Linked DNA regions of Hordeum vulgare: region 2 is linked to region 1. The links are chromatin contacts, called in public Hi-C maps. All regions are on one chromosome and are shown on one strand. Each heading gives the region's core, a stretch centred on a gene start, on an enhancer-like site or on the middle of the called end of the contact. The rest is flanking DNA. Distances are from core to core; before and after follow the strand shown.

Evidence for each region. A called contact is a pair of places that touch in the nucleus more often than the background predicts.
Region 2: a contact with region 1 is called in a Hi-C map of leaf, with 4 times the contacts expected there. The contact joins the promoter of LOC123424878 here to the promoter of LOC123424875 in region 1. A contact is called at or near these places in 3 of 6 Hi-C or Micro-C datasets (leaf and seedling) and 1 of 1 datasets of contacts at active chromatin or transcription factors (embryo).

Annotation. Positions count from the first base shown.
Region 1 is chr2H:54,566,593-54,571,499 of MorexV3_pseudomolecules_assembly, forward strand. It overlaps LOC123424875 (ubiquitin carboxyl-terminal hydrolase 24), which reads right to left and starts at 1,764. Exons shown (of 7, transcript XM_045108567.1): 1 at 1,376-1,764; 2 at 1-853. The coding sequence starts at 1,393.
Region 2 is chr2H:54,691,831-54,697,023 of MorexV3_pseudomolecules_assembly, forward strand. LOC123424878 (UDP-N-acetylglucosamine--dolichyl-phosphate N-acetylglucosaminephosphotransferase) reads left to right here and starts at 1,696. Exons shown (of 11, transcript XM_045108570.1): 1 at 1,696-2,207; 2 at 3,425-3,512; 3 at 3,603-3,694; 4 at 3,797-3,915; 5 at 4,288-4,403; 6 at 4,470-4,597; 7 at 4,680-4,766. The coding sequence starts at 1,846.

The DNA of each region.
Region 1 (4,907 bases), core at 514-3,013:
AAGGAACCATAGCTTCAGCCTTCTTCACATTGTTGACAGGCCCAGGTGAAGGAACCTTAGCTTCAGGCTTCTTCACATTGTTGGCAGGCTTAACTGAAGGAACCATAGCTTCAGCCTTCTTCACATTGTTGGCAGGCCCAGCTGAAGGAGCGGTGGCTTCAGCCTTCTTCACATTGTTGGCAGGCCCAGCTGAAGGAGCGGTAGCTTCAGCCTTCTTCACATTGTTGACAGGCCCAGCTGAAGGAGCGGTGGCTTCAGCCTTCTTCACATTGTTGACAGGCCCAGCTGAAGGAGCGGTGGCTTCAGCCTTCTTCACATTGTTGACAGGCCCAGCTGAAGGGGCCGTACATTCCTTCTTTACATTGTTGATCGGCCTAGCTTCATTCTTCTTTACATCGTTGACAGGATGAGCTGAAGGAACTGGAGTTTCATTCTTCTTTACATTGCTCACAGGGCCAGCTGAAGGAACCGTTGCTTTGGTCTCCTTTAAATTGCTGGCCAGCCCAGCTGAAGGAACCGAAGCTTCAGACTTCACATTCTTGAGAATACCATTAGTAGGAGAAACGTCGGCAGGAAATCCATTGAACAGCACTGGTCCACCATTTGGTAAGCTAGATGTTACAGTTTCCTTCTGATCACTGCCAGCGAGATCCTTTGTATGGCCATAAGTTGGTTTTGGAGAATGGGCACAGCCTTCAGTGATGGCATTCGACACTTTCTCTAAACTTAGCACAGAAAAATTCAGTGACCCAAACTGGATCTCAGGTAGTTCCCATGATTTCTCCTCACTTTTAGCAGGCTGCCCCTGGAACAACTTTGTCTCATCCTCCGTGAAGGACCCAAACAACACGACCTGCATTACAGAAGAAACTATGATGAGAACAAATGACTACCTGAAAAACTTTGAGCACTAAAGCAGCCTGCTTTACATCCAAACAAGCACTGTAGCAAGATATCAGTGTTAACATTGCTAGAAAAACTGTACCAGTAACCTCTTCTATACGACTTTCACGCGGCTGTCTGGTCTAAGGAAACTCAACTCTGGATCCCATCTGATCATACACTTTTAAGCACTGATCATCTACGTAACCACCAAATAAGCCCACATCATCAGTGCTACGGCATCTAGTGCCGCAAGCATGCTTCACACGCACGGTAGCATCACATCAGCAAGGCTAGCCAGTGCTCCAAAACGGCAAAGCCGCATCAATTCGCTCAGGCCACCCAACCAGAAACCGTCCCCGCCGTATTTAATGCCGCGCCAGGGCACGGCGGCAGCATCGAGGACCAATTAAATCGCGCGATTAATCAATGCGAATGCGCACGAACGCCCGGGGCGAGCGGATGGATGGACGCATGTATGGGATGTATATACCTTGTCGGCGCCGCTCATCTCCGCTGCGGTGTGGATGCCGTGCACTGGGCGGATGTGGGGGTGGAGCTGACCGCGCGGGGACCCGCCTGGGAGCAGAGGGAGCCGAGGCGGCGGGCGGGAGACATCAAAGGGGGCGGCCGGCCGCGGGGGTGGTGGCGCCTAGATGCCGGCGGCCGCGCTGCCCTGCCGGCCACAGGAACGGCGCGGCGCGGCGGCGCGGGCGGGGAGGGAGCGGGCGATCGGTGGGCGGGGGGCGAGGGCGAGGTCGGCGGCGGAGGCGAGGGCGTAGGGTTTGGATTCGGTGTGGTTTAGGCGTGGGGAGAGAGAGGGGGGTTGGGAAGGAAGGGGGCGTGTGGGGGAGGGCTGGCTGTTGTTGCCTATGTGGGCGGCGACCCCGTGGTGGGCCGTGCCGCTGGGGTTTTATGGCCTCGTTCCGCAGCGCCGCGCGGTTTCATTGGGTGCCTGCGCCCTGCGATGCCGTGCCATCATTTTTCTGAATGCAAAAAATTCATTTCTGCTATTTTCGTCATCAAAATTCTCAAAACAAATCATTTTATATTAATATACAAAGGGCCCTCGGTACATACTAATCCGCTCAAAAAAAAGTAATATTCAATACCACATTGTCACCATATATATTGGCATTTGATTTGGGGTTTCTGTTTTAACAAGGCGAAAAAAGTGCGTGAAGTATGTAACTGCGTTATGGAAATGAACTTAGTTTGTGGTTTTGGTCTCGCGTTGAGTATATAACAAGAGGAAGAGTGCTAAAATGAATATCCATCTGTGCTAACATATTTTATTTATAATAGTTTATTATTATGAATCTGTGAGAGAAATACTCGGACTCCTTTAAAGTTTGTTTACGAGTGTTTTAGATGGCGGTTATGCTGCCTATGTTATGCTATTAATTTATCTAAACCTTAGTAGTGTGTTTTTACTCCCTAAATGAACAACACACATACTGTTGGTTTCTTTTAAAAGGGTTAGACTACATATTTTAGCTTTAGCTGATGTAGTTATTCTTCATCCCATAAATCCAATTGCTTAGAAGCATCGTATTAGATAGATAAACTTTTTAATGGGAATGCACATAAAAGGCTTCTGTCACAACTCGGAAGTACCAGACAGGAAATTGCGGTGGTAACTGGTAATAGGATATATACAATGACTATATAAAGAAGAAAATTGAGGAGGGCTACTAAATGTTTTGCACGGGATAACACAACATAGAGAAATGTCTCAAATTGATAAGCTTGGTAGCACCAGAATAATAAAAAAGGCACAACATTTCTGGTGATATAAGAAACTTGGTTTGAATCGTATGAAGACACTAACCCTGAGTGCTCGGTAGCATGGGAAGGAAAGATCCTAAGCCCTAAAGTGGAATTTTTAGGACTTTGAGCTTACGATCTTTCATGAAATTTTATACCAAATTACCTTTGTATGTGCTCCTCTTCATAATATGCTTATCCCACACTCGATATGAATCTTGGATTCATCAAAACTTGTAAAGTACATTCCGGAAGCTTGTTGTGGGCAGTAACTTGAAAACTTATAGGAGGGGTCACCAACGATGTTCCCCTTAAAGTCAAGGACTATGTACACGATTAACTCGATATAGATATTAATCCTCTCAATGGTTATGTCATAAATCATCAAAAATCCCAAATAGGGGGTATCCAAGAGATGCACATTCCAACGCCCCCCCCCCCATTGTTGATTGATGAGATCACCATTGAGTATAACATAAAAGTTTTTTTTGTTCTTCATGTTTGCATGCATTATTTGAAATTTTATTTTGGAATGCACATGCATGTGTCATTTCGTATTGTGGTAACATCAGTAATATGACACATACCATGGGAGTGCATTGTAGTGCATGGAAGTAACCGAAGATATAGCTTGATAATAAGAGATATCACTTGAATACAAGATGAAGAGTACACACAGAGAGAGAAAGAGAGAGAGAGGAAGAGGCTGATGCACGTACAACAATCATGGTCACAACAAGATAATGGAAAAATGACTAACGGCGTCCAAGCCAAGGGGTCTCTCACCATATTGGTCTCCGGCCTCGTGGACGTGTTGACGACCATATGTTGGTTCTGTTCTGGGCCGGATTGGGTGGCCCATGATGAATTACATGAAAATTTTGAAAGACTTGGAGTGCAATCCGGTATCACGGAGGACTCTACCTCCACCGATGTAGCCGACCTAATTCTGTAACCCTAGGACCCCCGGTATGTTATATAAGCTAAGGTATGGGCTCGTCGATAGGACAACATACAACCCCTTGGTACTTTGAGTGTACTCTTACACACACCAACACGATATACAGAAGCAAGACATAGGGTATTATCTCCCATGCGAGAGCTCAAACCCGGGTAAAACATTGCCCCTATTACCATTGGGCCAAGTCGCCTAGCTAGGTACCCTAACGAGGGTTCTGCCATATTTAACTGTGATAGCGGTGGCCCATGCAGGTCGTGTTAGGTGAACGTCACAACTCGATGGGAGTTCAGATATGTTCCTATGATCTCTGTGTCGGGGTAAACGTTCGTTTTTGGTGCCGTCGACTCAACTCACCACCTCGGCCAAGTCAAGACTTTTGCTCCAGGTCAGGTCGTTAGATTTGGTAACATAAAGTATGTCGTGGACTAGGGCGGAGAGTTGATCTTCTGGGTTTGGCATCAAGCCAGATCTAGGAGTGACATGAGTCAACTCTCATGATCTCCATGCTAGATTGATCTTGGAGCAACAGGAGGAGGTTGCTTTTTTCAGCCCACCCACTGATAACCCACAAGTATAGGGGATCGCAACAGTTTTCAAGGGTAGAGTATTCAACCCAAATTTATTGATTCGACATAAGGGGAAGCCAAAGAATATCCTCGAGTATTAGCAGTTGAGTTGTCAATTCAACCACACCAAAAAGACTTAGTATCTGCAGCAAAGTTTCAGTAGCAAAGTAGTGTGATAGTAACGGTAGCAGTAGTGACAGCAATAGTAGTGACAACAGTAGCGGTAAAGTAGCTTAGCAAGGACCAGTAGGAAAAGACTCGTAAGCATTGGATCGGTGATGGATAATTATGCCGGATGACATTCATCATGTAAAAGTTATAACACAGGGTGATATGTAACTAGCTCCAGTTCGTCAATATAATGTAGGCATGTATTCCGTATTTAGTCATACATGCTTATGGAAAAGAACTTGCATGACATCTATTGTCCATCCCTTCCCTGGCAGCGGGGTCCTAATGGAAACTAAGGGATATTAAGGTCTCCTTTTAATAGAGAACCGGAACAAAGCATTAGCACATAGTGAATACATGAACTCCTCATACTATGGTCATCTCTGGGAGTGGTTCCAGCTATTGTCACTCCGGGGTTGCCGGGTCATAACACATAGTAGGTGACTACAACTTGCAAGATAGGTCAAGAACACACATATATTCATGAAAACATAATAGGTTCAGATCTGAAATCATGGCACTCAGGTCCTAGTGACAAGCATTAAGCATAGCAAAGTAGT
Region 2 (5,193 bases), core at 446-2,945, 130 kb after region 1:
GAGCGAGTGAGTCTCCCGATTTGTATGCCATTGAAGATTTGATCTACGATTGATTCTTGTTCACTCGTGCTCGAACTCGTGACAACTTCTTCTTGTTGGATGGTGGAGCTTCCTCATCATCATCTTCTTCTTCGTTGTCCTTGATGGTGTCATCTCCTTGAGGTGGTGGTGAAGAAGGTTGAGGAGGATCATCACGATGCACTTCTTCCTCCTCTTCATAATGTCGTGTACCACTTGTGGATGCCTCCATATTGTTTTTTGGTTCGCCTTGATACGAACTAGGATCTTCCACTTGTGTTGATGAAGTAATTACCTTCACCTCCTTGGGACGAATCTTGCCGATGGACAGGTCTTGAATGGCTTCTGGATGTTCCTTATCTCCTGCATTATATGACAATTGTTCGACTTGCGAACCATTAGGTTCATCAAACTTCACAGCTACCGTCTCTTCAACTTTTCGAGTGAAGTTGGTGTAGACACGATAAGTGTGAGAGTTTGAACCGTAACCAAGTAGGAAACCTTCATGAGATTTAGGAGCAAATTTAGAATGATGATGCTTATCAAGAATGTAGCACTTTGAGTCGGATACCCGAAAGTATCCAACTTGGTGTTTGTTACCGATGAGTAGCTCGTATGTCGTTTTACCGAGAAGCTTGTGTAGGTAGAGTCGGTTTGTGGCATGAAAAGTTGTTTCCACGGCTTCTGCCCAAAAGTGTCTTAGCGTCTTGTATTCGTCGATCATCATTATAGCCATCTCTATGAAAGTCCGGTTCTTCCTCTCAACAACTTCATTCTGTTGAGGTGTGTATGCTGCCGAGAACTCATGTGAGTTACCCTCTTTGTCAAGAAAAGTATCCACATTTGTGTTCTTGAACTCCGATTTGTTGTCGCTCCAAACTTTCTTGATCTTCACTTCGAACTGATTTTGGCCTTTCTGAACGAAGTTCTTGAAGATCTTTTGTACCTGCGACTTGTCATCAAGAAATAACACCCAACAATTACTAGACCAAAATAATTTCCACCGAGGCTCTTGTAAGCATTGGGACCAAGGGGATCCATGTGAAGCAGCTCGAGTGGCGTTCTAGTAGCCATGATGTTTTTTACGGGATGACTTCCATCTACTTGTTTTCCTGCTTGATAAGCGTTACAAAGTCTATCTTTGTCAAAGATAACATCTTTAACACCCAAAATACGATCACCTTTGATAAACGTGTCAAGATTACGCATATCAACATGTCCTAGCCTTCTATGCCATGTTATGATTATCTTGACGAAAGACTTGGCAATATATAGATCACCTCTATGAAAACCGGTAAAGATCATGTTATGATTGTCTTGACGAAAGACTTGGCAATCAACTTTCGTAAATATCACATTAAAACCAAAGTCTGCTAGTCTAGATATAGAAAAAAGATTATAGCAAAGGGATTCAACAAACATGACATTTTGAATATAAACTATCATGAGATATAGTACAGTTCACTGGCTGATTTGTAGTATTTTTTTACTTTTCTAGATTGTGCGCCAAATTTTGAAATGGATAGATACATCCGGTTGAGCGATTTTTAAAATAATTTGCGAGTATCTTCCAAACAAAACAAAGCTCCAATTCCAGGCACGACGATTCCACGGAAGCCTCTCCAGTGCCCGCCGAACACGTGACAACAGCCAATGAGACCCCTCCACGTCACCGCGGGGCCACAACTATAAACCTTCCCGTGCTCCCGACCCCATCGCCGGCGAGGGCGAGCAGACACCACGCCGCCGCCGCCGGCGCACGCACCCCGACCTCCCTGACAGCTACCCGCCCGCTGCCCACTTCACCTAACTCCAAGCCCTCCTCCCATGGACGTCCGCCGCAGGCCCGGAGCGGCGGCAGCCGATAGGCCGACGAAGTCGCGGCCGGCTGCTGCTGCCGCCGCTGCGCCGGCCGCGGCGCCGGGAGACCTGGTGCTCCGGCCGCCGAACCTTCGCGTGGTCCTCGCGGCGATGGCTCTCTTCCTCGCGCCCTTCTCGTACCTGGCGTTCGTGCACTACCCCCTGGATGCCGATCTGCGGCGATCCATCCTAATCTGCGGGGCCATTAGCCTCGGCGGCTTCTTCGTCGTGCTCCGCCTCATCCCGGTCGCCGCCCGCTACCTCCTCCGCCGCGGGATGTTCGGCAAGGACATCAACAAGAAGGGCTTGCCCATGGGAGAGATCACAGTGTGAGTCACGGGTACAATTTTGATAACTTGCAGTCTGCTCTGTGCTTTTATAGATAGATAGGGAGAGAGGCGGGGAATTTGTTGCGTTGGCAGCTGCTGCAATTCACGGTGGAAACTATGGAGTACAAGAAGCGATTTCAGCTCAGCTGAAATCCATGCATTTGGTACTAGTAGACATCAATACTTCATAGTTTCATAGGCTAAACTAACTGTTTTCTTACAGCTCGAAACTAGAGGTCATATTGGGACAGCTGATAGTAGCTGAGAGGAATTTCCTCGAGTGATGGATATTTGCATTCGTTGGTGGGTGTTGACTCTGTTTGACAGATTGTCCAGTTTGGGGGTTAAGTTAAGCAGTAAATTATTTCTATTTCCACATAATATTTATGTTCTTTGACTTTTATATGTTGCCAAGGAATGCCGTGCTTAAGTATTTCGGCCTACGGATAGAATTCGTGCACCATTCCATCCCCTTGGGTTAAGTGTGAACCAAAATGATCTTGGAACTTAGAGTAGTCTTTCTTACTGGTCAAAGTTCTTGCATACCTCTGAAGAACATATACATCAAAGAAAGGACACCAACCATGTGTTATTTAAGGAGCTTTCTTGAATGTGCATTTTTGAATGCTTTCTTTGGGCTGTATGATACTGATTTTTTTTTTTAACCGGGCAACCCCCTTTCCATTACTCACATAACGGAAATACATTGTCCAAAATCCAAAAGGGAAACCAGAAAAGGGGTGCGAGTTCAAAGCATTCTTGGGAAACCTACACATAGGCACTCGTCATCGAGCAACCTACCGTAGGGCGAAAACCCAAGAACACCTATACTACGCACAAAACCACCCAAACAAGTTTAGGAATCTCCAGAAAAACAACACAGGTCATCGCCTGAATCCACTCCACGCAGGGAGGCAAACTAACAACTGAACATCTCACCAGCACCTAAGACAACCAGAATAAGCTACGCCCACCAGCACCAAATAACCATGCAGTGCATGTATATACATGTACAAAGTCGGCAAGAGAAACTGAAACATAGCATTATTTTTGAGAAGTGTGCACAACTCATATTTGTACATTGAAGGAGCAATTTAAAAACAAAAATCAAAAGTACCCATTGCACGCCTTTCATATGAATTTGCTACACGATCTGGCTTAATATAAAGCTGCGAGTTGACATTCTTTATTGTCTAAACATTTTACTTGTTTTGCAGGCCTGAGTCACTAGGCATTGTTGTTGGGATTGTCTACTTGGTCATTGCTATTCTATTTCAACATTTCAACTTCACAGCGGATTCCATTGTATGTTTATGACTAGAAGTTGTCGTTTTTGGAATTCACAAAATATATGTTATGCCCTGAGTTTCATTTCGCCCCTTTTTCTTTTTGCAGTGGCTTGTTGAATATAATGCAGCATTAGCATCAGTCTGCTTTATGATCCTTCTTGGATTTATTGATGATGTTCTTGATATTCCATGGAGAGTGTATGTTTTTTTCAGAGTGTCCTTCAGTTTATTTCAATAGTGCAATTGCTATTACTTTCTTGATTCTGATAAATTGTTTTTGGAATGAACTACATTGAACAGGAAACTGCTGCTGCCTACGATTGCAGCACTCCCTCTGCTTATGGCATATGCTGGTGGTACTTCCATCATCATTCCAAAGCCTCTAGCATCCTATGTCGGAGTAGAAGTTCTGGAGTTAGGTATGTTTACAAACCCAAAATAAGTGAATTTTGACACAGTAAATATTGAGTGATTCCAAATATTGGTGTGATGGAAGCACTTATGCCTTTTGATTTCATCACTTGTTAGAGTGACCAAGTCCATCTTGTACATTGCTTCTTTCAAAATGCCTTTTGAAATCTCTCAGCAGATATACCATATGTAACCTCAACTGTTGAAATGAATGAACTGAGAGATCCATGTGTGCCAGTACTGCTGAGATGCATTTCTTTCGGTTTTACTTATTTGCCTTTTGAACGCAATTTCTGCTATTGACCAAATTCTGTGTGGACCGAGATGCACACACTAGATAATAGAATACCAACACCAACCTTGTTTTCTTTGGTATGCAGGTTGGATGTACAAGCTCTTCATGCTTTTGTTAGCAGTTTTTTGTACAAATTCAATCAACATTCATGCTGGGCTGAATGGTCTTGAAGTTGGGCAGACAGTTGTCATATCTGCTGCGGTATGAAGTACATGGCTCTTGAATTTTGAGTACCATTCGTCAACTGATGGTTATATCATTTTCCAGGTTTTGATACATAATGTAATGCGCATAGGATCTTCTAAAGACCTTGAAACTCAGCAAGCTCATGCATTCTCTATTTATCTTGTCCTGCCTTTCCTGACCACTTCATTGGCTTTGCTGGGTTTTAACTGGTAAGGACCTTGAGAGGCATGTTACCTTGTTTTAAATAGAAGATGTTGATATTTTTACATGCATCATTTGGTAACTTGTCAGGTATCCTTCATCTGTTTTTGTTGGTGATACATACACCTATTTTGCTGGGATGACTTTAGCTGTGGTGGGTATTTTGGGGCATTTCAGGTAAACATCCTCAGTTATCTCCCACAAGTTTCACTGTTATTTATTTCAGCTTATTCTTTATTTGGCTGTTTGTGGTATGTAATTCTATGCAATTAGCTGTCTGCTTTCTGTTGTCAAGTATTCCTGTCATCCTTGTTCTGGTGCCTGACTGCCTGCACAGAAAAGCCCCCCCCCCCCTTCGTTTTGCATTTTTATTTATTTGAATGTACCATATATTAGTAAAACGAGTAGAAAAATCCACAGGGAACTTTTAGGGTGGGGCAGGAGAGTTATGCAAGTATTTGGCTGCATTCTGAGAGGACAATAGTTAGTAGAGTTTTGGTAGGATTCAACATCCAGGCTTTAAACAGTTTATATGTTGCCTGTTGACCCCTGGTGTCCATATCTTTGGCAATATATCTTGATATCCTAACAGTTTATCGTGGAA